Linked DNA regions of Mus musculus: regions 1, 2 and 4 are each linked to region 3. Evidence: chromatin contacts called from public Hi-C and HiChIP or PLAC-seq data. All regions are on one chromosome and are shown on one strand. The core of a region is the stretch at or near the end of the contact, and the rest is flanking DNA. Distances in the headings are between cores, read along the strand shown. Region 1 overlaps P4ha1 (procollagen-proline, 2-oxoglutarate 4-dioxygenase (proline 4-hydroxylase), alpha 1 polypeptide). Region 2 holds the start of Sowahc (sosondowah ankyrin repeat domain family member C). Region 3 holds the start of Dnajb12 (DnaJ heat shock protein family (Hsp40) member B12). Region 4 overlaps Sh3rf3 (SH3 domain containing ring finger 3).

Evidence for each region. A called contact is a pair of places that touch in the nucleus more often than the background predicts. HiChIP or PLAC-seq counts read pairs in DNA pulled down with a chosen protein or histone mark.
Region 1: an H3K27ac HiChIP or PLAC-seq map of embryonic stem cells shows a contact between it and region 3, with 6 times the contacts expected there. The contact joins the enhancer-like site here to the promoter of Dnajb12 in region 3. A contact is called at or near these places in 14 of 39 promoter capture datasets (the C10 cell line, the HPC-7 cell line, HPC-7-derived erythroid cells and 10 more), 1 of 15 datasets of contacts at CTCF or cohesin (CD8 T cells), 2 of 484 Hi-C or Micro-C datasets (bone marrow-derived macrophages and ventricular fibroblasts), 25 of 115 datasets of contacts at active chromatin or transcription factors (the 230-238 cell line, the SCID.adh cell line, bone marrow-derived macrophages and 16 more) and 3 of 9 other capture datasets (adipose tissue, embryonic stem cells and liver).
Region 2: a contact with region 3 is called in an H3K4me3 HiChIP or PLAC-seq map of microglia, with 9 times the contacts expected there. The contact joins the promoter of Sowahc here to the promoter of Dnajb12 in region 3. A contact is called at or near these places in 12 of 39 promoter capture datasets (the 3T3-L1 cell line, cranial neural crest, embryonic stem cells and 6 more), 1 of 15 datasets of contacts at CTCF or cohesin (embryonic stem cells), 18 of 484 Hi-C or Micro-C datasets (B cells, the C2C12 cell line, CD8 T cells and 13 more), 25 of 115 datasets of contacts at active chromatin or transcription factors (the NIH/3T3 cell line, astrocytes, bone marrow-derived dendritic cells and 19 more) and 3 of 9 other capture datasets (adipose tissue, liver and macrophages).
Region 4: a Hi-C map of cortical neurons shows a contact between it and region 3, with 3 times the contacts expected there. The contact joins the enhancer-like site here to the promoter of Dnajb12 in region 3. A contact is called at or near these places in 3 of 39 promoter capture datasets (embryonic stem cells, hippocampal neurons and liver), 1 of 15 datasets of contacts at CTCF or cohesin (embryonic stem cells), 12 of 484 Hi-C or Micro-C datasets (the G1E-ER4 cell line, the N1E-115 cell line, cerebral cortex and 5 more), 2 of 115 datasets of contacts at active chromatin or transcription factors (bone marrow-derived macrophages and stem cell-derived neural progenitor cells) and 1 of 9 other capture datasets (liver).

The regions. Positions count from the first base shown.
Region 1 is chr10:59,352,785-59,355,816 of GRCm38.p6, reverse strand. P4ha1 (procollagen-proline, 2-oxoglutarate 4-dioxygenase (proline 4-hydroxylase), alpha 1 polypeptide) reads right to left here. Exons shown (of 15, transcript NM_001316371.1): 9 at 397-467. Among named protein-coding and RNA genes, the nearest start is that of P4ha1, 31 kb to the right of the region's middle. Within about 2 kb of position 1,271, at least 9 of the 459 cell types and tissues checked have an H3K27ac peak or open chromatin away from gene starts, as enhancers often do. A contact at or near this core is called in embryonic stem cells, where this site is marked.
Region 2 is chr10:59,220,516-59,223,315 of GRCm38.p6, reverse strand. Sowahc (sosondowah ankyrin repeat domain family member C) reads right to left here and starts at 1,394. Exons shown (of 1, transcript NM_172939.3): 1 at 1-1,394. The coding sequence starts at 1,272. It overlaps Septin10 (septin 10), which reads left to right and starts at 1,816. Exons shown (of 10, transcript NM_001024911.3): 1 at 1,816-1,925. The coding sequence starts at 1,908.
Region 3 is chr10:59,878,078-59,880,848 of GRCm38.p6, reverse strand. Dnajb12 (DnaJ heat shock protein family (Hsp40) member B12) reads right to left here and starts at 1,266. Exons shown (of 9, transcript NM_019965.3): 1 at 1,039-1,266. The coding sequence starts at 1,171.
Region 4 is chr10:59,102,708-59,105,597 of GRCm38.p6, reverse strand. It overlaps Sh3rf3 (SH3 domain containing ring finger 3), which reads right to left. Exons shown (of 10, transcript NM_172788.3): 8 at 1,107-1,426. Among named protein-coding and RNA genes, the nearest start is that of Gm23223, 92 kb to the left of the region's middle. Within about 2 kb of position 1,492, at least 12 of the 459 cell types and tissues checked have an H3K27ac peak or open chromatin away from gene starts, as enhancers often do. A contact at or near this core is called in cortical neurons and hippocampal neurons, where this site is marked.

The DNA of each region.
Region 1 (3,032 bases), core at 22-2,521, 530 kb after region 3:
AATGTTGCTAAAAGCAAGGGATTTTAAACTGACTTATAGTAGCTTCTTTGTCCTTCTAGACATTTCTTCAACAGCTACTAGTGACCCATATAGCCCCAGCTTCACGGCAGAGTTTGCCTTGGGTCTTGCTCTGGGCAGAGCCTTTTAGAAGTTCTTCCCTATCGGTTGGCACTGCCAGAGCTTCCCCTGGCATTCACTGTATACTAGTCAATGACTAGGAATTGCATGGAACTGCCTGTATCTGTCTATTGGTCCATCGTGAAAATCAAGTACACATACCAAAAGCTTGATCTGAAATCTAGGTCTTAGAAACTATATCATATAAATATGGTCAAAATTAGATCCTCAGGAAAGAGCACTCCAAATATGCCTCAAGTTCTGTCCATTCTCCCTTACCTCTTAGATACTCTGTACTGTGCTGTGGTCAATTTCCCCGTCTCAGGGTCATGTACTGTAGCTCGGCTCAGCTACAAAAAGAAAAAAGAGAAAGGACAAGGCTTACACTCCAGCAGGCTGTCTCTGGGCTTTGTTCTCTGTTTTGCCAAGCCACAGGTGATTGGAAGGATTGATTGGTCTGCCTGGTGGGTAATGGTTCGAATCATAAAACACTCAGAAAGGTGGCAAGAAGAGCCACTCGTTCGTTCGTCCGGAGAGAATCTGACTGTAAATGTATTTATTGTCCTTTCACTTTTTTAAGACTAAACCCTTTGAGGCGTATGTCAATGATCTGCAGCAGTGGGTTTCACAGGAGCTCTCCCAAGTCTAGAAGTTTAATGCTTCAAATATAGATCAACAAGTTTTCTAAATTAGTTGATCATTTTGAAACTTTCATCAAGACAAGCTGGCTTTTCTCTAAACCATCCAAGTCAACGGAGGTGGGAAGTGATTTGGAAGGCTGAGCTCAGAAGCACAGCTGCTCTTTCCAGAGCCAACTTGTAGGCCAGTGGCTTGGTTTTTGTTTTTGTTTTAATAAAAAACTTCAGACCAGATTACTCCATATGACAAGGACAGCCTGGAGGTAAAAGACAACAGCAGACAATCACCACAGGGGAGGGTGTGTGAGCAGCACTCCACCCTGGGTGAACACACTGCCTCTTTTTTCTTTCTTAATTTCACATGCTCACAACAAAGGCAAAAGAAAAGGACCAGGCAATTTCCTGAGTGTTTAATACCTGATCATGACAATGCACTTAGTTCCTGAAACTCGAGGCCAATCAGAGATTAAAAACCAGAACTTCTAGTCAAGGGAAAACCCGTGAAACACAAGCACTCATTCACGCACTGCTCTGGAGTGTATGGCGGCCACTTGAGCTGGAGACTGGAGACGATCCACTTCGGTTAAGAAGAATTCTGGTAGGATGTTCAAAACGCTCGTTAGGAGGAAAGTATGTGGCATCCAATCTTACCTTTTGCTAATTCTGTAATGTACCGTCTCCAAGGCTCCTGTTACTGGGTTTGAAATGGTGGCTCGCCTCAGCTGTGAAGCCAACCGTCAAAACAGTTGCATTACAAGACAAAAAAACGATCACATTTCCCTAACCAGCCACAATGCTGGGTTTTCTTTTCTTTCTTCTTTAAACAAAAGAAGGTGAATAGAAAATAACTCAATACCCTTCCAATCACCTTGTGTCGCGCCTTGAAAGCCAGTTAGTTTTATGTTTCTTAAAAACTATTTTACTTGCTTTTCACTGCGTGAATAGAGGTCACACAAACAGAAAAGGTTGGAATTAATTTCTTCAGTAGGATAGAACATTGATAACGTGAAGAAAAGGCTCTAAAATGCAAAGTACCATTGATATTATAAGAATGGCCATTTGTAACTAATTAATCATGGACTCTAAAACCTCAGATTGTGACTCGTGACAACATGATTAGAGGGTCCCAATATTGTCTAAAATTTATTTTAAGGTCATTCTTTCCTCTTTTCAAGAGAAAGTGTGTACTTAACAGTATGTACAGTAAAACAGCCTTTCCACAGCCATGCAGGTAAAAGGAATGCATAGTCTTAACAGAAATGCTGACAGCCAAGAGAATAAAAAAAACAAAATTTAAATGGGAGGTTGATGCTGAAATAACAGAAAAATTAACTTTCACTGCCACTAAATTTACTGCTCAAAAATAATCTCAACTAAAACATTTCCTATGAAGCCTGGGGCCTTCCATCTCAAAAGTGAATTCTTAACAAAGATTCTACCAAGAAATACTGGTAAACTGGGTCTGACTATAAATAAGGGACCGAGTTAGGAATTCTAAAGAGAATGAGAAAATATGGAATGATTTTAAGAGGTTTTCTGCTAGGCAGCCAATTTGCTATATCTCTGGACAGCACCCATTGCATCACAAAAACTACATGATTTAAGGGGGGAAAAAAAGTGTTAATTTGGAAAAATAATAAAACTTTAAAAACTTTGAAATTTATCTAAGTATATACACACCTGGCCAGCAAACCCACTAGCCAAATAAACTGCCATCAGCTTTTAGAAATAAAATCTTGATTGTACCATAACCACCTCATTTATTTTCCTATTTTCTTTGGCTGCCTTTACACCAGATGGCAGAGCTGAGCAGTCGTGACAAGAGACCACACAGATGACAAAGCCCTCTAGAACATTTGCTACCTCAGCCTTTAGAGAAATAGATCAACCTTACATGTTATGGAAGAAAAACTAATAATCAGAATGTACTTAATAATGTCTACAAAAGTTTGCATTTTATCTTTAATAAGATGTACTGTCTTAAAGAACAAGATGGTAGGAAAAGGTAAGGGCAGAGAGGTAGTCTCCACTCTACACTCTCACACAAAAGACAAGTTTCTATGCCAAACACTGAAAGTGTAGAATTTGGCATAATTCACATTCAACTACTTTTCTTACTAATACAGATTAAGGGGGCTGGAGAGATGGCTCAGCAGTTTGGAGCACTTGTTTGCAGAGCACCAAGGTTGGATTCCCTGCAGTGCAGGCAGAACACAGAAATCCTGTCCCAGAGGATCTAACTCATCTGGCCTCCATGGGCACTGCATGCACATGGTA
Region 2 (2,800 bases), core at 145-2,644, 660 kb after region 3:
AAGTTCAGCTCCGTCTTCCACGACCGGGGAGAGTTTGTGAGTGATGTGTGAGGGGAGCACCTTTGAAAGTCTCCAGCGCCCACCCCCGCGGGCGGCAGGGCTGTCTCCATCATCTTCATCCAGGGCTCCCACCAGGTTCTTTATCTCCTCTGCGATGCTCTCGCTCAGATACTGAGAGGCCTTTCTCCCGCTGTAGTCCCTGATGTCTACATCTGCGTCGTAGGCCCCCACTAGTAACTTCACCACCTCTACATGCCCATGCATCGCTGCCAAATGTAGGGCAGTGTAGCCTCCGCTCGACTTGGCATTGATGTTCACTGGCAGCTGGTGTTTGGTGGCAAAGTTGACCAACATGGCCAGGAGCTCTTGCCTGCCGTGCTTGGCGGCCCAGTGGAGACAAGTGAAGCCGGTGATGAAGTCTCGCTTCGAGAGCAGGCCGGGCTCACAAGTGAGCAGCCCTTCTAGGCTGTCCCACTTGCCCTCGGAAGCTGAGAGCATCCAGGCGTGATCCAGGGGATCCAGGGTAACCGAGGCCCCGACGCTGCTCTCCTCTTCTGCGGACGAAGAAGCTAACGATGCGGTATCGGAGTCGCCCCCTCCTCTGCTGCGACCTCCAGCGTTACCGTCCCCAGGACCCACGCTCCTCTTTAGTTGCGGGGAGCTGCCCAACACCAGGTCCCGAAAGTTCTGACGGGCCGACCTGGGTGTGTTTGGCCCACTAGGGGAACTGCCCCCTTCAGCCTCCCCCTGTGGAGGGAGTTTAAGGTTCTCGCTGGACCCGGGACCCGACGCCCAGGACACGGCCTCGACCTCCTGTGGTGGCGAGTCCTTACCTTGGGCCCCACCTTGAGCAGGGGCTGGAGGCTCTTGGTCGCTCACTTCGCCACCCAGTCCGAGAGACAACTGTGGATTTGCCTCCTGGAGCTGGCTGCCCTCGCAAGGCTCCGCTGCAAGGTCCGGGACTTGAGGCTCCTCAGTCACCTCGATACGCGGGGGCTCTCGGGGGAGCTTGGCCTCAAGCGGGGGGGAATCCCCCGTACAGAACCTTTTCTTGAGATGCACATACTTGGTACCATCCGCGGGATCGGTGCGCACGGTGGCCACGGCATTGACCAGTTCCTTGAAGCGCTCGCGGGCGCGGGTGCGCTGTTCGCGCTGGCCACCCAGGACGTCCCTGAAGTGTTGCACCAATTCCGAGTGTCCCGCCCGGCCCCCACGCTCGGCGAGGAAGCGCAGGATCGCCTCCGAGCTCAGCTCCAGTGACCCCTCCATTCACCGCGGCTCAGCTTCTCAGCCCCAGGAGCGCTCAGCCAGACACCATGGCCGGACGCCTGGAGGACCCGGAGAGCGGCTTGGGTCTCAGTGGCTGGCAGCACGCGCGATCCCAGCTTTGAAGAGTCTCGAGTCCCGCGAGCGCTGACACCGCCTCACTGGGGCCGCGTCCCAGTGGACACGCCCCGCCACACCCACTTCCGCTCGGGACTCAATCTCGGCGACAGTCCCCGGCCCGAGGCCCCGCCCACTTCCGGGCTCCGCGCGGGCTCGCAGCCACTGTTTCCGCCAGTGGCGGGAGGCGAGGGACCCAGAGCTTGGCCTCCGAGGCTCACGTTTCCACTCACCCTCCCCACACACTTGGCTTTTCGTCAAAACGCCCGGTGGGGCACACCCGGGAGAAGCTCGCCCCGAGCGCGGGAAACCCTGGTAGTCCCTGGCGCGTTCCCGCAGCCCTCCGCCTCGGCCCCGCCCCAGCCTCTCAGCAGAGGCCGCCCCGCCCATTAACGGCTGCGGGGCGCCGGGCACGCCCCTTGTCCCGCCAGTTACGCCCAGCGGGTCTCTCTCTGAAGCGGCCCGGGACCTGTGTTTGCGTCCAGCCTGAGACCACCGTTTCCCTACGTCCCACCAGGGCTATGGCCTCATGCGACGAGGTACAGCAGCTGGTGAGCCCCGCGCCCTTGGGTTCCCCGAGCCCCCGCCCCGCCCCGCCCGGTCGCCTCTGGGCCAGCGAGATTGTGACCGTGCGGCTCCGGGACTCCGCGTGTCGTGGAGAGGGGGCTCCCTGTTGCCCCAGGGCGAGGGCTGAAGAGCTCTGGCGAGCGACTGCATGTTGGGGAAAAGTTACATTTTCCAGGCTTCCTGGTCCTGGCCAAAGCGGGGTGGTGTAAATGAAATCCAGGATGATGATCGATGCCTATCACTTTGTAACGGTTTTTTTTTTCCTTTTCCCCGACTTAAATCAGGCCTTGGAATCCGCCTGATTTTGTGCAATTGTGTACACGTACATGGCTACTGACCGGAAAGTCGGCTTCCTTAGATTTTCCAAAGCTCGCGGGTTTACTGTAATGCTTGGCGGTTTTGTTTGGCTTTCCCGTCCCCTTGTAATGAAAAAAAAAAAAAACAACAAAAAAAAAACAAACAAACCACTTGACCGATCCAATGTTTTGTGCGGTTCAAATAACTTGAAAAACTTATCTTAGTTGATATAGGATATAAGCCATAGTTATCCGAGAGGTCATACTGTTTTCATAATACCAATCTCTTGTAATCTTGCTTTTGTTCCCATCATTTTAAGATTGTATGTGGAATCTTCCAGTTGTCGCAGGGGGTAGAATAGATTCTATTTCTACTTCCCTAACAGCTGCACGCAGTAAATTATTTTTCTCTACTTTAAGAAACTCTAATATTTCCCTTATCCAATATTAATGAAAGTAATCCTCTTAACTAACTCTATTGAATCCTTTGGCATTGGTAGTATTTTTGTCGGATTCTTAATCTCAAGCAACATTTCCCAAATAACTTTCTA
Region 3 (2,771 bases), core at 17-2,516:
ATAGAAGGGTGGTGTTCTGTCTTCCTGACTTTACAGGATCAGGTGGCAAAACACACGAGAAAGAACTTTCTACACAGAAAAGCACTATGGGTATTCTTGTTTATATACATTATCTGTTCCAACTTCCTGAACTTCCAGATGGGGAAACCCAAGCTCACGATGAGATGTGGGTCTCTTAATTCTGAAAGTCTGCTACATGTCAGAGAGTTTACTAACTCCACAGAAACAAATCCTGTGTCTTTCTCCTTCCCAGCTGGTATTAAAATTTTCTTTGGTCACTTCGGTTACAAACGCAAAAATGAGGGGGAGGTTACCAGGTAAAGTGAGACGATTGGGTAGCGAAGACAAGATCACTATTCCCTCCCTGGGTTGGGAGGTCTCAGACCTAGGCTATTAGCTACCTGGAGCTCAGCAGCCGTAGCAGTCCATAAGACCCGCCACCCGGGCTTGCTGAGGAAGAAGGTGGGATAGGGTGGCTGACACTGGGATCTTCAACAATCCATCCACTCCGAAACACCGCTTTCAAGAGACTGCAGGAAGGACTGCGAGTTGGAATGTCTTATTTCGCTAAGGGTTCTCTGATTGGAGCGAATGAATTCCTTCCCTCTCTAGAACCCATTCTCCCTTAGAATAGTTATGTTTATTTTCCTGAACTATAATATTTCCCAGGCCGGCCAGTGGCCCTGAGCCACCGAACAGCCCTCTGGGAGAAGTAGTTCGCTTTCGCGTCCACAAGAGTCCTCTTCACCGGGTCTCCCAGCGCGTCTCCTTCCCAGAAACCTCACATTCCAGAGGCCTCCACAAGCACTGGGAAGGGGTTGGGAGCCGGGCCCTCGGGGGTCTCCAGGGGGCCAGCATCCTAGAGACCGCGGCACCGCTGGACTACGAATCCCAGCAGCACCCGCGCGCGCCAGTGCGCAGGCGTAGCCGCGCCTCGCCACCCCTCCCCCCTCCGCCAACTGCTCCCGTCGGTCCGTTCCCGTGGTCCCCCGATCCGTGCTAATGCCCCCTTCGGTCCCTGCGGCGCCTCCCACTCACCGCTGACTCGTGGCGTCGGGTAGAGCCGCTGCGCCTTCTCCAGGAAGCGCAGCGCCCGCTCGGGCTGGTTGCTTTGGATGGCCTTGAGGGCGATGCTGATACAGCGCTCGGCTTCATCCTTGTTGGATTCCATGGCGGAACCCGAGCACGGAACCAGGGAGGGGGAGGCCGGGCGAGCGAAGGGCTGCGCCAGCCGCCGGCGCGTCGCGGGGCAGGCCGGCGCGGAAGGATGACATAACCCTCCGCCCCTCCTTCCCGGGATTTGAGTGAGGGTTGAACCCGGGCGGAAGCCCTACCGTATGTCTCCTAAGAAAGGGGCGTTCGGTTCGGAGGCGCTAGAACGCGCGGGCGCTCTAGAGCGCAAATGCTGAAGTTGAGTGTGCGCGCACGTTCGGGTGGTAGCCTCTGCGTTCCAGTCCGACTATCTGTGAATCGTACAGATGTTTACCGATTGTCAGACGCTGCTGTCTGATGTGGCAGTGGTATCAAAACAAAACCGTGTCCTCACAGAGCTTTCGTGGGTGGGGAGAAGTCAAGTAAACGGAAACATTCAGATAGTGACACAGTCAAGGCAAATATCGAAAAGTAGAGGGATGGAAGGGAGGGCTACCATTTAAGATAGCTTAATATATCAGAAACTCATTTTACAGGCTCTGAACTCTAAAGAAACAGGAACATGTGATTGGAGGAAGGGTGGTTCGACTGGAGGAAATAACAGATGGAAAGGCTCCGCATAAGGATTTTCGTTGTGAGTTATTGCGGGGATTAAGGAGGAGTTTACAGGAGTCACTACAGAGTCACACCAGTCAGGATGCAGCTCAGCCTACCTCCCACTTAAGTGACAGCAACTTAGTGAAGGTTGCCAATGACTTCCACTAGGCTAAATCTCCTGGCTATTTCTTAGCCCTTGCACTATGGTCTTTCACAAGAAACTACAATAAACCAAATGAATGTTAAAGGGTGCAATGCGATGGTGGTGTAAGCCTTCAATCCCAGCCCTTGGGAAGCAGAAGGACTCTGAGTTCAAGGCCAACCTGGTCTACAAAGTGAGTTCCAGGACAGCCAAAGGTACAAAGAGAAACTCTGTCTCGAGAAACAGACACAAACAAAAGTTAAAGAGCAGCTGTTATAATCAAGTGAGACTCGGTGAATATATATTCATCGAGTTGCAGATACACACACATATACATATATATAAAGCATAAATATATAACATAAACATATAAAACATATAAACACACACACACACACACACACAACTAGAAAAGATCATCCGAGTGAGATAATCCACACTCAGAAAAACAAACATGGTATCTCACTTATAAGTAGATTATAGCCATAGATAGAGTACAGGATAACCATTCTACAATCCACAGACCCAAAGAAGCTAAGTAACAAAAAGAGCCCAGGAAAGGATGTTTGAATCTCACTGAGAAGAGGAAATGAAATAGTCACAGGGGTAGAGGGAGGGATGGAGCAGGGTTGGAAAGGAGGTGGGCAGGGGAAGAGGAGGGGTGAGTGTTGGGAGAACTGCCATGGAGACTTAGCTGGGTCGGAACTCCCTCTGAGAAGTTTGAATATTAGATGTTTGATATAGGGAGGATGTATTGGCGATGGGAATGGCAATCGGGATTGTGCAACCATACGGTGTAGGGAAGACGGAGGGAGGGCTGACGGTGGAGACCATGCTTAGAAGGTGTAAAACCCTGGCTTTAATTCCCCAGCAATGCCCC
Region 4 (2,890 bases), core at 243-2,742, 780 kb after region 3:
TTTCTACCCAGCCCACACATTGATGGAGGCAGCAGAGAGTGTAACCCGTGGTGATGAGTTTGGACCAGTGCTGGGGTGTACCTAGGTTCTAGAGGGAGAGGGGTCTGAAAGTTCTTGGAAGCTGATGAGTGGATTTAAAAATTAGGGCTGGGGATGTCCCTCAAGGGGGCTGTCCTCACCTCAAACACGTGAGATACACAGGATGCTTAGGAAACCCTATAGAAACATCTTCAAACAGCCACAGAACGTGGGAAAACCAAGTTGCCTGCCAAACACAACTGACAGACAATCTTAGACATCCTAGCAGCAAGACTGGAGTGCCTTGAAACATTTTTTGGATAGTGCATTTGATAGAAGATGCACCTGACCTTTAAATTTTATATTAAGCTTAAAGCTACGGCTACTAGAACATTCTCCATTCACTTTGTGGCTTGTGTTTTGCACTGATTTGTAAGTGGAGTGTGACCCTGGCTACTCCTCCCCTTGCTCCTAGCCACCAGGGCCAGCCCATCGACTCCAATCTTCTATAAAATACAAGAATAGCTGAAAATGGTTTCCATACCCACTACCAGGCTGGTGTCCTCCTGTTTTTCTCTTTCAGTTTTTTTTTTTTTCCAAGAAAGAAGCCCTTCCCATATGGCTGAACAGGTTGCAAACTGTGCAAGAATCATGCGTCCAAGGGACAGGGTGTCGCTCGCTCGCACCACAGAGAGTTATTGCAGATCTGTTTGTTTTTCACCATCTCATTCTGGCACATGGCAGTTAGGAGTCTTGTTCTGACAAGATGGCTGTATTACAATGAGCTTCTAGCAGGAGGGACCACGGTAGTCTATGGATGAGCAAGATGCCACCTTCTGATTTTCATCAAAACTGCAGTGGCATGAAAATTGTTGGCCCTGGCAGAACCCTGAGGCTAGCCTCTGCTTCTACTCTACCTTCTTGTTCTGGCTGTTATCCATGTCAGAGGCCCTGCCACATGCAATATACAGAACATCAATGAGCACACTGAAACCTCACCTGTTCTCGGCACCATTGGCAAGTGTGTGAGAAGGACCCAGTAGCCAGCCAGCTCCAGGTTCAGGGTTAGCCCAGGATGGCCCACTAACCTTTTCGTTTTTCTTGTCATCTGGCTTGAAGCCCGTGTTGATGAGGCTGGGTGTGGACAGGCCGCTGATGGGTGTCCCTCCGACCTCCCCGCTCAGATTGGCTGCACTGACATTGGGGGGTGTGATGGCGGAGGCCGCTGATGTGAAGGGGATGGCTGGCCGGGGACACATCTGTGCCGGGGACTGCTGGCCATGCTGTGGGGACGCCACAGAGCGGGGTCTCAGGCCGGTGCTGGGCAGGCGGGATGGAGAAGTCTGAGTGCGCAGGGGTGACACGGTGGCAGTTGGCCGGTCCAGGGCCTGGGCAGAGGCATGGGTAGCTGGAGGGGTGGAAGGGAGAAAGGTTAGTGTACATGTGGCCATGCGATTTGCAGAGCATTCTCCTCTTGGGCTTGACTTCTGACCTTGGAGGGTTCTGAACACTCCATACTTGGCTGCCATCACAATGTGTGGCACTGCTGGTTTCAGAATTTGAGATACAGTGCAAACAGTATCCTCAGCCTCCAAATATGCCATGACTATAAAACACACTTGGACATCTTAACAGCATCTGCAGGTGGGAGGCCTCTCCACACCACACCCCAGGCCTTTGTCTGTGAGCTGGCCATTCCTCTGATGTCTGTTAGGTCCACTCAGTGACATGATGTCTTGAGGCTACAGCTGATCTTATGAAAACCAGGCAATATAGAAAAGGTCTTGTGCTACGCCCACTCCAGTGAAGTCTGCCTGTTGGGTCTAACAGCCTGAAGGCAGTCACGAGGCAAAGAGTTTCAAGAAAACTACGCCTCCTGGAACCTTGGCATTCTCATAACCCGTATACTCAAACCCTGTCCCCACGTTAGTCTGGTGTATGCGCTCTTTCAGTATTGTTTTATTATAAACAGATTATAAAAAGATTGATTTTTGACATAGGTAAGCCTCCACCAGTGTTCCAATGGCCCCTAGAAAATCCTTGAAGCTGCAGAGCTTGGAATTCAGTAAGAAGGTTACCTATTCAGTCACATTCAATTTCACTTCTAGTAGAGACAGTGAAACCAATTAGGCATTACAAAGAACAGAGCTAGAATAGCTCAGGGCTGGTCTGCAGAGTGATTACTTAGGACAGTAGCCGAGTCTCACCCAAACCAGGGAATGCCCAATAGCCTATCGAATAGGTTGGGTTAACCATGTATGAGTTAGTAGAAGGGAATTCCCCTGGAACAGGGTTCTTCACTAGGTCCAAAGGAACAGCATAATCAGGCATTTACTAAGAACCCCTGGTGGTGGGCTTAACAATAGATTAGATTACACCTGGCCTGGTCCCCGCCATCTTTTGATGTATGCATTCCTTTTGTTTTGTGTCATTGTAACTTGGTGGATGTGTTCGCCTGGCTTTTCTTGTTTCTTCTTCTGTATAAAAAAGTCCGGTTTTCATTTGGACGTTACATTCAGATTCAACACACTCTCTCGTGTCTGCGTGTGTTCGTCACCCCACTCTCGCTGACTCTATGCCCATCTGTCCGAGACTCTGATTCCCACAGATTGAGGGGGGCCCACTGGCAGTCAGTCTTGAGGTATGGGTTTCTTGAAAGAAATCATTTGAGGCTTCAGAGCGGGGTTGGGAACCCAGCATTTGAATATCCCGGACAGCATGCCTCACGGCTTGAGGGGAAGGTCAGGCAGTTATGGAAATCAGTGAATCCACTGAGGGATTCATCACCTGTGACTCTTGACCAGGACTGTGGGTTCCTATCCATGACCAGCCCTTGAGAGGTGACAGCAGTCAGCTATAAGCCATTGCCCTG